Linked DNA regions of Sus scrofa: region 1 is linked to region 2. Evidence: chromatin contacts called from public HiChIP or PLAC-seq data. All regions are on one chromosome and are shown on one strand. The core of a region is the stretch at or near the end of the contact, and the rest is flanking DNA. Distances in the headings are between cores, read along the strand shown. Region 1 overlaps TNS1 (tensin-1). Region 2 overlaps TNS1 (tensin-1).

Region 1 (6,665 bases), core at 1,827-4,326, 150 kb before region 2:
TAGGGGGTGATAGTGTGTCGGGGGTGGAAGGAAGCCGTGGAGAGGATGACACTTCTGCTAATCCATGACCTGGGGGAAGGTTCCACTTTTACAGCGGCTCCCCAACCCACCTCTGGATGAGCCTAGATGGCTGTTGTAGAATCCTCAGTTCCCTCCCCTCACCAGGGCTTGCTCAAACCCCCGGCTGCCCCTGGGCTGCAGTGGGTATGAGGGTGAGGCAGGATAGGGCCATTTGGAGACCACTTTGCCCCAGAGTTGGGGCCAAGGAGGCCTGGGCAGGGTTTCCTTATGCAGTTTCAGAGAGGCCAGGTTTTTCCCATCTCTGGTCACAGGCTGAGGCCACTGTCAAGGCTGGTAGGTTGTGAGATGCTGGAATTTGGGATCTGGGAGGCCAGACTCTTCCCATCTGGGAGGAGATGAGGTCATCTTGCTGCAGAGGCAGGAGCAGGGGGTGGATGCAGTGGGGCCTCTATCCCCACCCTCCCCACATAAGATCCTGAGAGGGTGCCCCTCCCCCGCATCCTCCTGGGCTCCATTGTCACTCATGATGGTGGGGGGAGCAGCCCTCTAACCTGTTGACATCTCTGTGACGCTGGCCCCAGATGCCACCAAATCTTTGCCGAGGCCATTTATTCCTCCTGGGTCTCCCCTGTCACTTTTCCTCTCTGGAAAATTGAAGCCTGGGGAAGGGTTTGGCTGGATTCATAAAATTAGTGAACATAACCAGAAAAGATCTGGAAGATCTTTGGATCCAAACTCATTGGACAGCAGGGGAAACTGAGGAGGCTCAGACATGCGGGTCACTGGCCCGGGACCTCACAGGAAGGTGGCCCAGATGGCAAAGAGAATGGCCTTTTCATCTCTGGAGGGCTGAGTGGTGGGGAGCTTGGCTCCAGAGCCGGCCCGTAGGATCAGAGTTCCTGCTCCACGCCATCCTGTGTGGTCTTGGACAAGTCAGCTAACCGCTCCAAGGTCACTTTCTTCGGTGAAAACAAGAGAGAGAGATTGAAAGATTAAGTGAGAGAGAGAATATTCTTTTAAGTGCCAGGCATACAAATAGGTGTGCTGCAAATGACTTTTCTCTTCCCCTCAAAATAACCCTTTCTGCTTCTATACTTTTATCATGTTATGGCACTCTAAACTTTTCAAATTGCATTTCCCCCAGTTTTTTTTTTTTTTTTTTTGGCTGCTCTGCAGCATATGGAGTTCCTGGGCCAGGGATCAGATCTGAGCTGCAATTTCTGATCCAACCCGCAGCAGGATCCTTAACCCACTGTGCTGGGCTGGGATCAAACCTGAGACCCACTGCTCCCAAGACACTGCTCATCTCGTTGTGCCACAGAGGGAACTCCTCCCCCAGTAGTTTCAATTGTAATTTTTTTTTTAACATATGAAATAGTTGAAAGTATAATATGACAAGTGCCCTGATTCTGTACTGAACACTGTATTTGCTTTAACACGTTTCTATCTCTCCATCAATCTTTTTTTTTTTTTTGATGTGTTTCAAAGAGACTTGGAACATGCATTTTATTAACTAGAGTTCAATTCAAATCACGTTTGAATATATAGTCACAAATAGCTTAACTCAGCCCAGAGGAAAAAAGCAAGGATTTTTACCCCACATTTGACAGATAAGGGGAGAAACGGGTTCAGAGTAAGATCTCCAGTCACAAAATGAGTTGGAAACAGCAGGAAGCAGAGCAGTTTCCCAAAGTTGGGAGTTGCAGTTATTATTATTGTCTCACCAACCATCCTTCTCCACCCACTCATCCTCGGGCCATTTCTCTCCAGCAGTGTTTCTTCCGTGGGGTCCTGGACCTCTTGGCATCCTGCCCTCTTCCCCCACCTCTGCTCCGAAAGCCCTCCGCCCCTCCCTGAGGGTCCCCAGGGAGGCAGCTGAGCCAGTGGCCGAAGGGGGAGGGCACTCTTCTTGGCATGCCATGCCCAGGCATATGTGCCCTGCCACCAAGCCAGCGAGCGGGGAGCTGGAGCCGGGGAGCTGGGCGTAAGGGCCCTGGCTGAGTGCTTCAGGGGTTAAAGGAGGCGGCGGGGCGGACCGCTGGCCGGAGCCGGGGATGGGGGAAGGAGGCGGTGCGCCCAATAGCCCGGCCCGCCGGCTGCCAGGGGAGGGAGCCGGGCGAGCAGCGCCCTCGTTCAGTTGCTCCCAGCAGTGGCCCTGGGACCAGCTCCGCTGCCTGTGCCTGCTCCCCGCCCGCCCGGACACAAGGCTCACTCGCACCCTCCTCTCGGCAACCAGCTTCTTGCCAGCCACAGCCGCTGCCCCCTCACTGCCCACTGCCCCCGTCCTGTGAGCCCAGACACCCACCCCACCCAGTGGCTCCTCTGCCGGAAAGGTGAGTGTGGCGTCGGGTGTGCGTGCTGGCGTGAGAGAGACGCTCTCGCTCTTGGCCCTGATGCTGTCAGGACCTCCGATCAGGGCGTAAGTTAGGGGAGGAGGGAGGTCAGCCCGTCTGGTCACAAGCCTCTGGGCTAGGTAGCCCCTCCGGACCAACCTGTCCATCCCTGAGGTCAGCGTCTGGTTCTGGCAGCGATGTCTGGGGCGCGGTTGTCCCTGCTCAGGGGAGAGACCAGTCAGAAGGAGTTTTGTTTGCTGGAGAAGTTGTGTGTCTCTGGCTGCTTGAGACTGAGGCCAGCAGGGGTGAGTGGGGAGGGACGAACTGACCAAGGTTGGGGGAGGCTGCGGTCTCGAGTCGCTAGGGTCCCTTCCTCTACCTGCCTGCCATCATTGGACTGCCTGGGGGAGAAGACCAGGGCACAGGTGTGGGCATTCTTGCCCCCTTCCCTCCTTTCCCCGCCACGGGATGGAGCTGTTACTGGGCACCATCCTCCCCTTAGGGCTCGTCTTACTCCCATCCCTCATCAACCAAGAGGCAGCTGCGGTGGAGAGTTTGGCAGGCCTGGAAAGGTCCGGGCCCCCTGCCTTATGCCCCTCAGCGTGTGTCCATGCGCCTTTGCCCATGGGCACAGGCTGGCATGTGTTCCCACTGCTGCCCTCCCCCAGCCAGCGCTCTTACTCCTTCCTGACCCCTCTGGGCAGAAATAGCTAATCCAGGTGGTTAATGAACAGACACATGCAGCTGCCTTTCCCCCTCCCCTTCCTCACTCCTCACTGCTCGCCTCCTGCCCAGACCCTCTGATACCCTGCCTGCCAGTTGTTCCTGCTGGAGCATCCATGCAGGGCCAACCTCGGCGTCTGTCCCCCCACCCCTACCCCCCGCCCCAGTCCCCAAGTTCAGGACCAGGGCCAGGACTGCCCGCCCAGATGTTTTTAGGTTAACTACTGTCTTCGAAGAGGAAACGGGGAGGGTGGTGACCAAGGGGTGACCAAGAGAAGCCTGCTGAGCTCCCAGTCGGGCTGGGCTCCCTGCAGGGGGTGGGATGGAGTTAGGGGACAGGATGGGTGCTGGGTAGGGAAGGAGTTAGTCTGGGAGGGCAGGACAGGAGGTTGTGGGGTGAGGCTAAGGGGGGCACTGGAAATGAGGATGCCGGAGTCTTTGGGGACAGGGGCTTCTATTCTGGAAGCCTCAGCGTCCCTTTCATGTGGCACAGCCAAGCCCAGAGGTTCATGAGGGTGTGGGGAGAGCACCCTTTCTCCTTTGGTCTCTGCTGGGCCCCTTCCTGAAGCTGCCTGGGTCGGGTGGGGACCCCTTGGGCTCAGACGTGGCCTTAAGTTGCTCCTACCCCTGCCAGCTGGCAGCTCCTCCAGTTTCCCCCACCCTCGAGCTGCCCTAGCACCTCAAACCTTGCTAGAGCTAAGGCACCCTCTGCTCTGACCCCTCTGGCCTAGGGGTGCAGGAGGGAGGCCTTGGACCTGGCTCTGGATGAGGAGCTGGATGGAGAGCTCTGAAGTGGATCAGTGCTGGGATCCAGCTTGCGGTTGGCCTTGACTCTGCTTTCCGTAGAGGATACCACGGGCCAGGGCCTAGGAGGGTCTCAGCTAGTTCAATAGGCAGGACTAGGAGCCAGAACTTTGATGCAGAGCTGAGAAGTCTTGGGAGGCAACCTGGGAACCCTCTGCTTCCAAATCCCCGGCCTTGAACCTGTCCGGCTTTCCTTCCTGATCCCTTATCCCAAGCTTCATACTTCACTTCCCTCAAAACTCCAGGTCAGACTCTCCCCATAGGGGCTGCGGGGTCCAGAACTGTAAACACAGGGAGCTGGTGGCTGGGGTGGGGAGGTGCTGGGGTGGGGTGGGGTGCAGAGGAGTTCAGAGACGAAGTTACTGTTCGGTGACCATCTTCTCATTGCCGGTGGACTGTGGCTGAAGCTTCGGCATTTGGGAACACTCAGTGTGCAAAGTAGGACGTCAGAGGAGGACTCAAAGGGGCAGAATGGATTTTTGTTTGATGAAGGAAGCTCAGCTCGGTTTAATGAAGGGCTTTCCAGCAAGCCTGGTGGGTCCGTAGTAGAACTGGCTGCCTTGTAAGGTAGTGAGAATCCCGTCGAGGGGGGGAGTTTAGACAGAGGCTGGACAACAGCTTGTAAGGATTCCTGAGCTGGGATGTGGTTGGAAGGGTTGACCTTGAAGGTCTCCTGGGATGTTGAGGTCCTGGGATTCTTGGAGTCGGAGAATTCTCTGACACCCAGTTCAGGGAGCAGGAAGGCAGTGGCCTCTGGCCTGGGGTGTGGGCACAAACAGGACGTCAAGGTCCTCCTCCTCCCAACCAGTGTTTGGGGAACAGAGAGCCGGCTGCTCTGCATCGAGCCCATTGCTCAATGGCTCCCCAGGTCTGCTTCAGCTGCTTCCTGCAAGGAGTTTCTTCCGATTCCTCTTGTCCTGCTCCTTGCCCTGTTGGTTAACTCCACAAGGGCTGGAGTAGACCTGTGCGCTGAGGGCTTGGTGTGGAATGGAGAGGGCAGAAGCCCTGCCAACCTTGACACCTGCTGCTCCCACCCTGCAGTGAGAGTCCAGTCCCGGCTCCTCCTCCAGGTGGTAGCTGGGGGTAGTGGGGGAGAAGGGGGTGTGCTGTGGGAGTGGGCAGGGGGGCTTTCCTCGGCCAGCCTGGAGGTGGTAGCCAAGATCTGGGATGCAAAATACACGGGGGCTGCTCTTCTCTCAGCCTCAGCGTGCGGATATAAAATAATACAGGATTGTCAGGGCCGCTAGAAGTGGTTTGTGTAACTCACCGCTGGGGGTACAGGCCAAGGGCGTTGTTCTCAAGGGCCTCTCTGAAGCATGAGAGGAGCCAGCCACCTGCTCCTGCTCCCCCTCACCCCCCCCGCCACCTCTCCAGACCTGTTTTCCAAGGTTGGGGGGGCGGTTGCTCAGGGAGCAGAGAGGAGAGGCAAGGTGGGGATGGGGTTCAAGATTTCTGAACACCAAGCCCTGGGAAGCTTGGGCTTCCCTTGATGGGATGTCAAGGTGGGCTTCTGGGGTGAGCTCCAGATCCACACTAGGTGTCCCAGCCTGCCTCTCCTTACAGCCCCCCCTTTCTGGGGGCCCTGTGGGCCCTGAGGATGAAGTCCTTTCTGCTAACTTCAGTACCCTGGGACCAGATGAGGCTGCTTAATTAGGACACTCCTTCCTCTGATCCGACAGGGACCCGATGGGAGGGGCAGGAAGGTGAGGTGTTTCATGTGCCCTTGACCCTGGAGCAGGCATGGTCGGAGCTGGGGTAGCCAGCAAAGGCTTTCAGCTGCAGCTGCTCTGTCTTCTTGGCTTATTTCCAGGGCCATGAGTCTCTTTCACCTCAGAAAGGGAAACTGAGGCCCAGTTGCGGGATGTGTGTTGAAGGGGGCGGAGGAAAGCCCTCCCAGTTACCAGACTCTAAAAAAAGCAAACCAGAATTGGGAGTTGCCAAAGTTCTCGTTGTGGCTTATCTTAAGTGACTTATTGAGTTGAGAACCCAACGTGATTTCCAACATAGAGTCCATGAGGATGTGGGTTCGATCCCTGGCCTCAGTGGGTTAAGGATCTGGTGTTGCCACAAGCTTCGGTGTAGGTGGTAGATGTGGCTCACATCTGCGGTGTAGGCCAGCAGCTGCAGCTCCAATTTGACCCCTAGCCTGGGAACTTCTATATGCTAGGGCTGTAAAAAGAAGAAAAAAATAAATTAAATGGGGAGTTCCCTTCATGGCTCAGCGGTTAATGAACCTGACTAGGATCCATACGGATGTGGGTTTGATCCCTGGCCTCGCTCAGTGGGTTATGGATCTGGCGTTGCCCTGAGATGGAAAGAAATGGGAGGTTAAAAGAACGAGGTGCGGTATAATGAAAGTATTCATGTACATAAAAGAAAGAAAGAAAAGAAATGCGAGTGATGCTATAGGAAGGAGAGTATGTTTTGGGGAGACTGGAGGGGACATTTGTCCCCAGGGTCGACCCCTCACAGCCCTGGTCTTAGCTTTCAAAGCTATTAGGTGTGCAGAGGAGTGGGCACCAGTGAGCTGGAACAAGGGTAGTGGGGGTGGCAAGGCTGCCAGTCTCGTGGGCCCTGCCTTCTCCCTGGGTGCCCCCTCCATTATGCACGGGCACGCGCGGCTCTCCCCTCCTTCCTTCTCTCCAATGGCCTGAAACACTTTCCCATCTCGGGTGGGGGTGGGGTGCGCTGAACACACAGCTGGGTCCCTGACCTGTTTCTACCCAGGTCGGTGGCCTGGACCATCTTCCTACTTGTCCATACTTTGCTCTCCCTCGGGGAGGG
Region 2 (7,558 bases), core at 2,514-5,013:
CTGGCCCCACAGTATCCTGGCTCCCTCATTCAGCCGTCCAGCCAGGTGATCTGGGGACAGGTGATTGTCCCAGGTTGGGGAAAGGCCCTTTGATCCTGATGCTCATTGGAGCTTCTCCTGTAGCAGCTCCAAATACTTGAGGACTATAAGGGTCCCTCTCCCCTGGCAGGGTTTTGGGGGATCCCTGGGTGTATCAGAGACAGGCAGGATGGGGATGGTGTCTGGTGGCTGAGTGACTATAAGAGGGAGCCTTTGTAAAGGCTCTCAGGAGGGAGGGAGAGGAACTGGGCATTCTTCTGTCCCACTTGGATGGGCCGGGCAGAGGCTGGGGCTGTGGATGCATCTGTCACCAAAACAGTATCTGTGCCCCACTTTCTCCTCCTCACTGAGGTTCATCCACCACCCCTGTCTCCTGGGTCTTCTCCCCTTCTTTGGTTTTTCCCAGCTTCAGGATCGGGATGATCAAGGGGCAGGGGTGGGGGGTGGGTCACTGCCCTTTCTAAGGGCTGCTCCAGTCCCAACATCTCCCATCTTCGGGATCCTTGGAGGGGCTGGGGGCAGTCCTGGGGCCACACTTCACCCAGGCCCAGGCCCTGAAATCCTGAGACTGGAGTCCCCCTGCCAGTGGTAACACAGGACGTGTGCGTGCGCGTGTGCAAGTGTGGGTGTGTGTGCGTATTTGGCTCGTCTCTTTAGGGAATTTGGGAGTTGGGTCAGAGGTGGTGGGTGATGGATGTCAAGTTCACTAGCACCCAGTAGAGAAAGGAATCCGGAGGCGAGGCCTCTAGGGCCCCGGTTGGGGGAGAATCTCAGTGCTGGCGATGGATGGCGGGGATGGGCCACACCAGGTGGCACTCCTCTGTCCTCAGATGTCCCAAAGGTTGGAGGACCTCTCTGTTCACTTCCCACACCGGGGCTCTTCGCAGCGGCGAGCTGACCGGAGCAGGCTAGGCCACTTTTGTTTCTAATCAGTGTGCAAGGGTTTGAGGCTCTCCTGTGTGTCCACACGTGCAAGAGAGCCCATCTGTGCACGCGTGCTGTGTTTCCCCACTTCTCTCCTCTCCCACATGTCCTTCAAAACAGATGTAAGAAATTCCTTCCCCCCCCTCCCCCCACCTCCAGGCCCTCGGCAGGAGAAACAGAATAACCTAGCATCCTCCCCAACCTCTGGCTGTGTATTTATACAGATGGAAATATACTTTCTATTTTGTTATCATCGTGCCTAGAACTCTGCCACCTTGTATAAACCCTAATGTATGCTACTTACTGGATATGAATGTATTGTACACTGAGGCTGTCCCGCTCCTGTACAGCTGCTTCGTTTCTTTGCGATCCATCGTATGGCTTTATACATGATAAAGTGAAAGAAAAATCAGTGCCATTATGTAGCTGTGTTGTTTGGAAAGGGGGACTGTCAGCTCTCCAGTGGGCGGAAGGGGCCTCGGCCAGGCTCTGGGTGCGTGGTGGGCTTCCCCAAATCCTCCCAGCCGCTTGCCTACCTACCATCCAGGTCGTGGGTCTGCTTACGATGAGTTTTTCATCTGGATTCTTTTAGCTAGAAAAGAAACTCAACTCAACATGGTTTAATGGGGTGGGGGGAGGAGAAAAAGGAATCGAGTGGGACATGTGACCAAGAAGTCCAAGCACAGCTGGATCCAAGAGCTCAAATGGCAGAATCAGGAATTTGGCTCTATTACCTGGTTCTGAGTTGGCTGAGTTCTCAGGCAGACTCTCTCCCAGTGGCGGTACCACCGGATGCTCCAGAATATGGCCCCTCGAGGCCTCAGGCTCTCTTCCTACCACTAAAAAGCTCCTTTTTTTTTTTTTTCTCCCCAGTGTTGTCAACAAAGACCTGGGACAAATGCTCATGGGCTCTGATAGACCCTGCTTGGGTCCTGTGACTAATTCGGAACCAAGGGTTCCATCTAGATCTGGGTCACGTGATGGCTTCTGGAGCCTTCTGAACCACAGAGATGGAGAATGGGGCGGTAGCTGGTCCCTGATGAGCTGGGGTTTCTCAGAGGCAGGGGGAAGAGAGGCTGCCAGGCAGAACCCATGACTGCCCATCGGATGGCCCGTGGGCATCTCACTTGGACCCCGGGCCCAGTGGTCCTGGGTGGATTCCTTGCAATTCAGGAAGTTTGAGATGAGGCACACCTAGCGCAGTGCAGGGTTCCTGGGGAGATGGCAAATAAACACATGCCACAGCTGCGGTTCCCCATCGAGTTGTTTTGAGCTCCGATGAGCTGATATGGTGAGCGTGTGCTGAGACCCCCATGGGGCCAGCATAGTGAGTACCGAGGGCAGCTCCTCCAACTGTTTGGTCCCAGGACTCCTTTACATTCGGTTTTCCTTCCTTCCTTTTTTTTTTTTTTTTTGTTGGCCTTTCAGGGCCACATCCACAGCATAGAGAAGTTCCCAGGCTAGGGGTTGAATCAGAACTGCAGCTGACAGCCTACACCACAGCCACAGCAGTGCCAGATCCAAGCCATGTCTATGACTTAGACCACAGCTCACGGCAACGCCAGATCCTTAAGCCACTGAGCCAGGCCAGGGATTGAACTCGCATCCTTATGGATACTAGCTGGATTTGTTATCGCTGAGCCACAGCGGGAACTCCAACGTTCTTAAAAGTTATTGAGGACCCCAAAGAGCTTTTATTCATATGGTTTCTACTTTCCATACTCACCATATTATAAATTAAACCAGAACATTTCAAAAGTGTGTATCAATTCACTTCCCCAGCACTATTAAACTCACCACATGTTAATGCTTTTATGAAAAATGATATTTTCTAAAATAAAAAAGATCAGGTGAGAAGGGTAACACCGTTTTGCATTTTTGAAAAGCTTCCTTCATGCCTGGCTTAACAGAAGCCAGCTGGGTTCTCCTATGTGCTCCTGCACTCACTGTGTTGTGATATCACACGTGTGCCTCTGGAAGACCCCACCACACACTCGTGGGAAAATGAGGGTGAAAAAGGCAAATAACAGGTTAGTATTATGAAGAAATTAGGTTTGATAAGTTTTGACTTCACACAACCTCTGAAAGGGTCTCAGGGATCGCTGGGGTCCCGGTCTGTGCTTTGAAAACTGCCGCTCTAAGGGACCAGGACACAGGGAGCAGAAACACCCCGCCTGTGATAGAGGATTAACACCCATCGCACCCCCTCTGTGTGCCAGGCTTCATCCTGTCTAATGTTCCTAATGAACCCACGAGGCAGATGTTGTTACCATGCCAAGTGACAAACAAGGAAACTGAGGCCGCAAGAGGTCATTTAGCTTCTAAGTGGCAGAGCTGGTGCTTGTCACTACTGGTGACAGCTGGCATTCCTCACACCCTCTAAGTGCCAGGGATGGCGCTGAGCACATACGTGTATTTTCTCAAGCCACTTACCCGGAGAGATAAGGGCGCTGTCCTTGTCTTCATTTTACGGAGAAGGCAACTGAGGTTCAAAGGAGTTCAGAGATTGCTGGAAATCACAAAGCTGCTAAGTGGCAGAGCCAGGCTACGAGCATAGGCTGAGCTGACTTCTCAGTCCACGCCCTTCCCAGCTCACGCCTCTCGCTCTGCTCCCTGGCTGTGCCACAGAAGGGAAAGACAGACTCTGATGAGGGATGGGCAGACAGGAGAGCAAACCGACAGCTTTAGTCAGGAGGTCAAGGGCTGGGCAGTGGTGCTGGTTTCCCCTGGGTGGCCCAGGGCTCTGGCTGTGTGATGGGGTAGGGCACCTTCGATGCCCCCTAGCTGTGCAGTCAGGTGAACACCTCAGGCTGGTCATGGTGCAGGGGAGGAGAGCCAGGCTAGGACCTGTGTGTGGGGCTGATCTAGCCTGTCTTCCAGGGGACTGCACAGTGAGGCAGGGTGGGGGCCAGCTGTGCTCCCAGTGCCCTTAGGACGGGAGAATGGGCTAGGGCTGCAGCGGAAGCCGGTGAGGAAGTGAGTGCTCACCACTTACCTTATTATACTGAATAAGGTGTGTTTTTTTTTTGTTTGTTTGTTTTTAACACTGCATCTGAGGCATATCAAAGTTCCCAGGCTAGGGGTTGAATCAGAGCTGTAGCTGCTGGCCTATATCACAGCCACAGCACCTTGGGATGGGAGCTCAGTCTGCGACCTGCACCACAGCTCACGGCAATGCCAGATCCTTAACCCACTGACTGGAGCCAGGGACTGAACCCATGTCCTCATGGATACTAGTCAGGTTCATTACCACTGAGCCACAACGAGAACTCCAAGGACATTTTCATTTCCTGTAAAAAAGTGTGGTCCAGGCACTGCCAGCATCAGCATCCCCTGGGGATTATTAGGAAGGCAGACCCTCTGGTCCCATCTCAGAGCAGATCAGAACCTGTGCTTTAACAAGAACCTCAGGAAGCCTGCACGGGTGCTGAAGTCCGAGCAGACTGGGTGGGTATCACACAGCTGCACTTGACCCTGGGCCCGAGATGCTGAGCCTGGACTTGCCTCAGCACCCCTGGGAAGGTCAAGACTGCAGCACTCTTGTCTGGGTCCCTACTGGAGATGAGCGGCCACAGGCCTCACCTCAAGGCCCGTCCTGCTGACAGGGTTCTGGAGCCTTCGCAGAGACTGGGGCCAGGCGGGATGAGGCCTGACCCTGCTGAACTGGAACTCCAGTTGCAGCAGATGTGCAGGGTGTGAGCAGAGTCTGACCTGGGAAGAGGCAGGAACATGAGGTGAAGGTGGAGGGGCAGAGAGATGAGGCTGGGGCCAGAGGTGAGGAGTCAGTCTCAGACTTGGCTGAGAGTACCAAAGCTTGAGTCCCACCCAGAGGTTCCCCGTGACTCTGTCGGAGGTCCCGCTGGGGGGCTGGGATTTTTTTCTTCTCTCCCCAGGAATTCTACAGGCAGTTAGGGCACAGAACCTCTCCCTAAATGCACTCTTCCGTGGCAGGTGTATCTGCACTAGAGATGGGTAGGGAGGAGAGCAGAGGGGGACAAGTCCCCAAGGACAGTCCTTCTCCATGTTCCTTCCTCTGCAGGTGGGAGGAGGCTGGCCGAATGTCTCTTCTTGAACCCAGGGCTGACTCTACCCCAGTCACCCTAAGGGAACATGGCCTCTAGGGCCTATAGGCAGACAATGGTGGGAAGGGAAGGGCTTGGAAAATCTAAATCCAGGGGCTCTGGAATTCCTTCTCAAGGATCTTAGAGCAAAGCCTGCCTTCCCCTTTTAAAGAAATGGCTTTTCCTCATTAGTTGGTGAAAATGACTATTAGTCTCAGCAGTTTCTAAGCAGTTCAAAATATGGAAAGGATATAGATGCTTCTAAAAATACAGTAGGTATAGGAACACACACACACACACACACACACACACACACACACACAGGAGATCTGGCTCCTTGGGCTCTGTTGAGTACCCACATTGGCATCTCCATTCCGTCTTCCGTCCTGCAGACATTCTGGTGGATGTTCCTGGGGTACCAGGCCAGCAACCGGTCAGGGCTGCTCCCACAGTGAGCCGACACCCCCCACCTCTACCCCGGGCTGGGCTAATTAATTAGCAGAGCGGCACAATCAGAGGAGGGAGGGAGCACCCCGTGAGTTCTGCCAGTCAGAACCACTGGGAGGCCCGGTGCACGCTGCCTGGTGCACTCTGCCTGAGCACGTGAGAAAGCTGCAGTCGGTGGAGGCTGGCCAGTGTCTGAAACCTGCAGGAGCCTGAAGGGCCCGGGAGCAGGGGCGCTCAGCTCCGAGAAGAGCAGGCGTCGGGGGGATGGGATGCTTGTGCCGAAAGTGTCATGGCTTCTTTTGGAGAAGACAACACTCTCGGGGCGTCGCAGTGTCATAAGGAGGGCCCTGGGGAGTTCAGAGGAGAAAAGGGCTGCTGGTAAACGAAAGGGATGCTTTGGGAGGAGTCCCTGTGTCTGTTGGGGCGTGAACTACAGAAGGCCCCGCCCAGCCTCCATCCTGGGCGGGGCGGCCGGCTCAGCCTAGGAGGGCGCCCTCTGCCGGCCTGATCTGGGAGTGCACACTTGGCGGGGCTTGCCCCCCCAGTTAAGACTCCTCCGAGGGGTCCTGCCTCAGAGCCTGCTGGCCTCAGAGCCGGCTCTGCTGCGTTTGGTTCTGGCTTTGCGGAGACCTCGGGAAAGTTTTTTTTTTCTCTCCCTCTGGGCCCAAGTTTCCTCATCTGGAAAATGGGCTAACACCTACCCGGAGGGCTGGTGTGAGGATTGAGACCACGTGGCCTTCTCCATGACAGCGTTGTTGGCCCTTAAGGAATATGCATTTCCTTTCCTTTTCTTGTGCCTCTGCCTCCTCCCCACCGTTTCCTCAGGCCTCTGGGGAGACTTGGCAGCAGAGAGGAATTGTAGCTGAAAGCCTCCTGTACGATATTGATCTCGCCGGCTCCTGACTCCAGACCACAGCGTGTGGGGATGGTGGTACAGCCGCCTCCACGGCTCCCACTTTTATGGGGTTTAAAGATCATCTCTGGCCATCGAGACAGGATGTCCGGGTTTGGGGCCCCCTTTCTCAGCCTCTGCTCCATTCTTAGACTCCTGGCTTGGTCCTGGGGAAACCTCACATTCCAGGATGGGGTCCTGGGCAACCAGGGGCTGCCTGTTCAGGTCACCAGCCCCCGCCCCCCTCCCCCACATGAGCAGCATCTGACCTGGCAGCTATGGACCCCTCCCTCAGGGGACTCCAGCTGGTTGGGGAGATCGGGAGGGAGTGTGTGGGGCAGAGGTCCTTGAAGAGGGCAGGAGACCACTGGGAGTGATGAAGAAAACCATGGAGACCTCAGGGCTACTTTGGGTAAGTCAACCAATGCATCCCTTCATTAAGTCACCAGATCTTTACTGAGCATCTATTCTGTGAGGTGCTGAGCAGCCCTGGGGTGTTTCTCTTGCAGCATCCTGGGCCAACCGGACTAGGGAAGGGAGAGCTGGGGGCGGGGGGGACCTATAAAGAATCAGCAAATTTCTCACCACAATGCGATCAGTGCCCTGGAGGAAAGGTACATTGTGCAGCAAGAGTTTGTGAACAGATCTGGATGGTCTGGGGAGAGCAGAGTAGGTGTTCCTCAGGCAGTGACACTTTCTGGATGTAAAGGTCCAGAGGGTGAACAGGAGTGGGTTTGGGTCAAGACGGGGAAGGGTGTTTCAGATCAAGAACATGTGCCAAGGTCCAGAGTCAGGAGGGCCTTGTGGGTCTGAACCCCCTGGGTAGCACTTTTGACACTGTCACTTGATACTCCTTTGAAAGCCAAGTAGAAAAGTGGTTACGTGCACGGGTCGTGGTGCCAGACTGCCTGGGTTCAAATTCTAGCTCCATCCCTATGAGCTGCATGACCTTGAACTTGTTGCTTGACTTTGTTACTCTTCCGTTTGCACATCTGTACATGGGGGATGGAATACTGGCCACTAACTCAGGGGGTTGTGCTGAGAACGGGGAGTCTCTACCTGTAAAAACAGGTGTTGGAAACAGCATCTGGCCAGCAGCACATGCTCAAATTAGCAAGGTTTATTATTTATGTATTTAATATTCCCCCCCACCTCCACCACTAGACTCTAAAGTCCCTAAGAGCAAAGACCCAGG

The links. HiChIP or PLAC-seq counts read pairs in DNA pulled down with a chosen protein or histone mark.
Region 1: a contact with region 2 is called in an H3K27ac HiChIP or PLAC-seq map of skeletal muscle, with 3 times the contacts expected there. The contact joins two enhancer-like sites. A contact is called at or near these places in 3 of 47 Hi-C or Micro-C datasets (embryonic fibroblasts, liver and retroperitoneal adipose tissue) and 1 of 2 datasets of contacts at active chromatin or transcription factors (skeletal muscle).

The regions. Positions count from the first base shown.
Region 1 is chr15:120,091,437-120,098,101 of Sscrofa11.1, reverse strand. All of the region lies in intron 2 of TNS1 (tensin-1), which reads left to right. Among named protein-coding and RNA genes, the nearest start is that of TNS1, 49 kb to the left of the region's middle. Within about 2 kb of position 3,076, at least 35 of the 83 cell types and tissues checked have an H3K27ac peak or open chromatin away from gene starts, as enhancers often do. A contact at or near this core is called in skeletal muscle, where this site is marked.
Region 2 is chr15:119,941,951-119,949,508 of Sscrofa11.1, reverse strand. It overlaps TNS1 (tensin-1), which reads left to right. Exons shown (of 36, transcript XM_021075207.1): 36 at 1-1,376. Among named protein-coding and RNA genes, the nearest start is that of TNS1, 200 kb to the left of the region's middle. Within about 2 kb of position 3,763, at least 7 of the 83 cell types and tissues checked have an H3K27ac peak or open chromatin away from gene starts, as enhancers often do. A contact at or near this core is called in skeletal muscle, where this site is marked.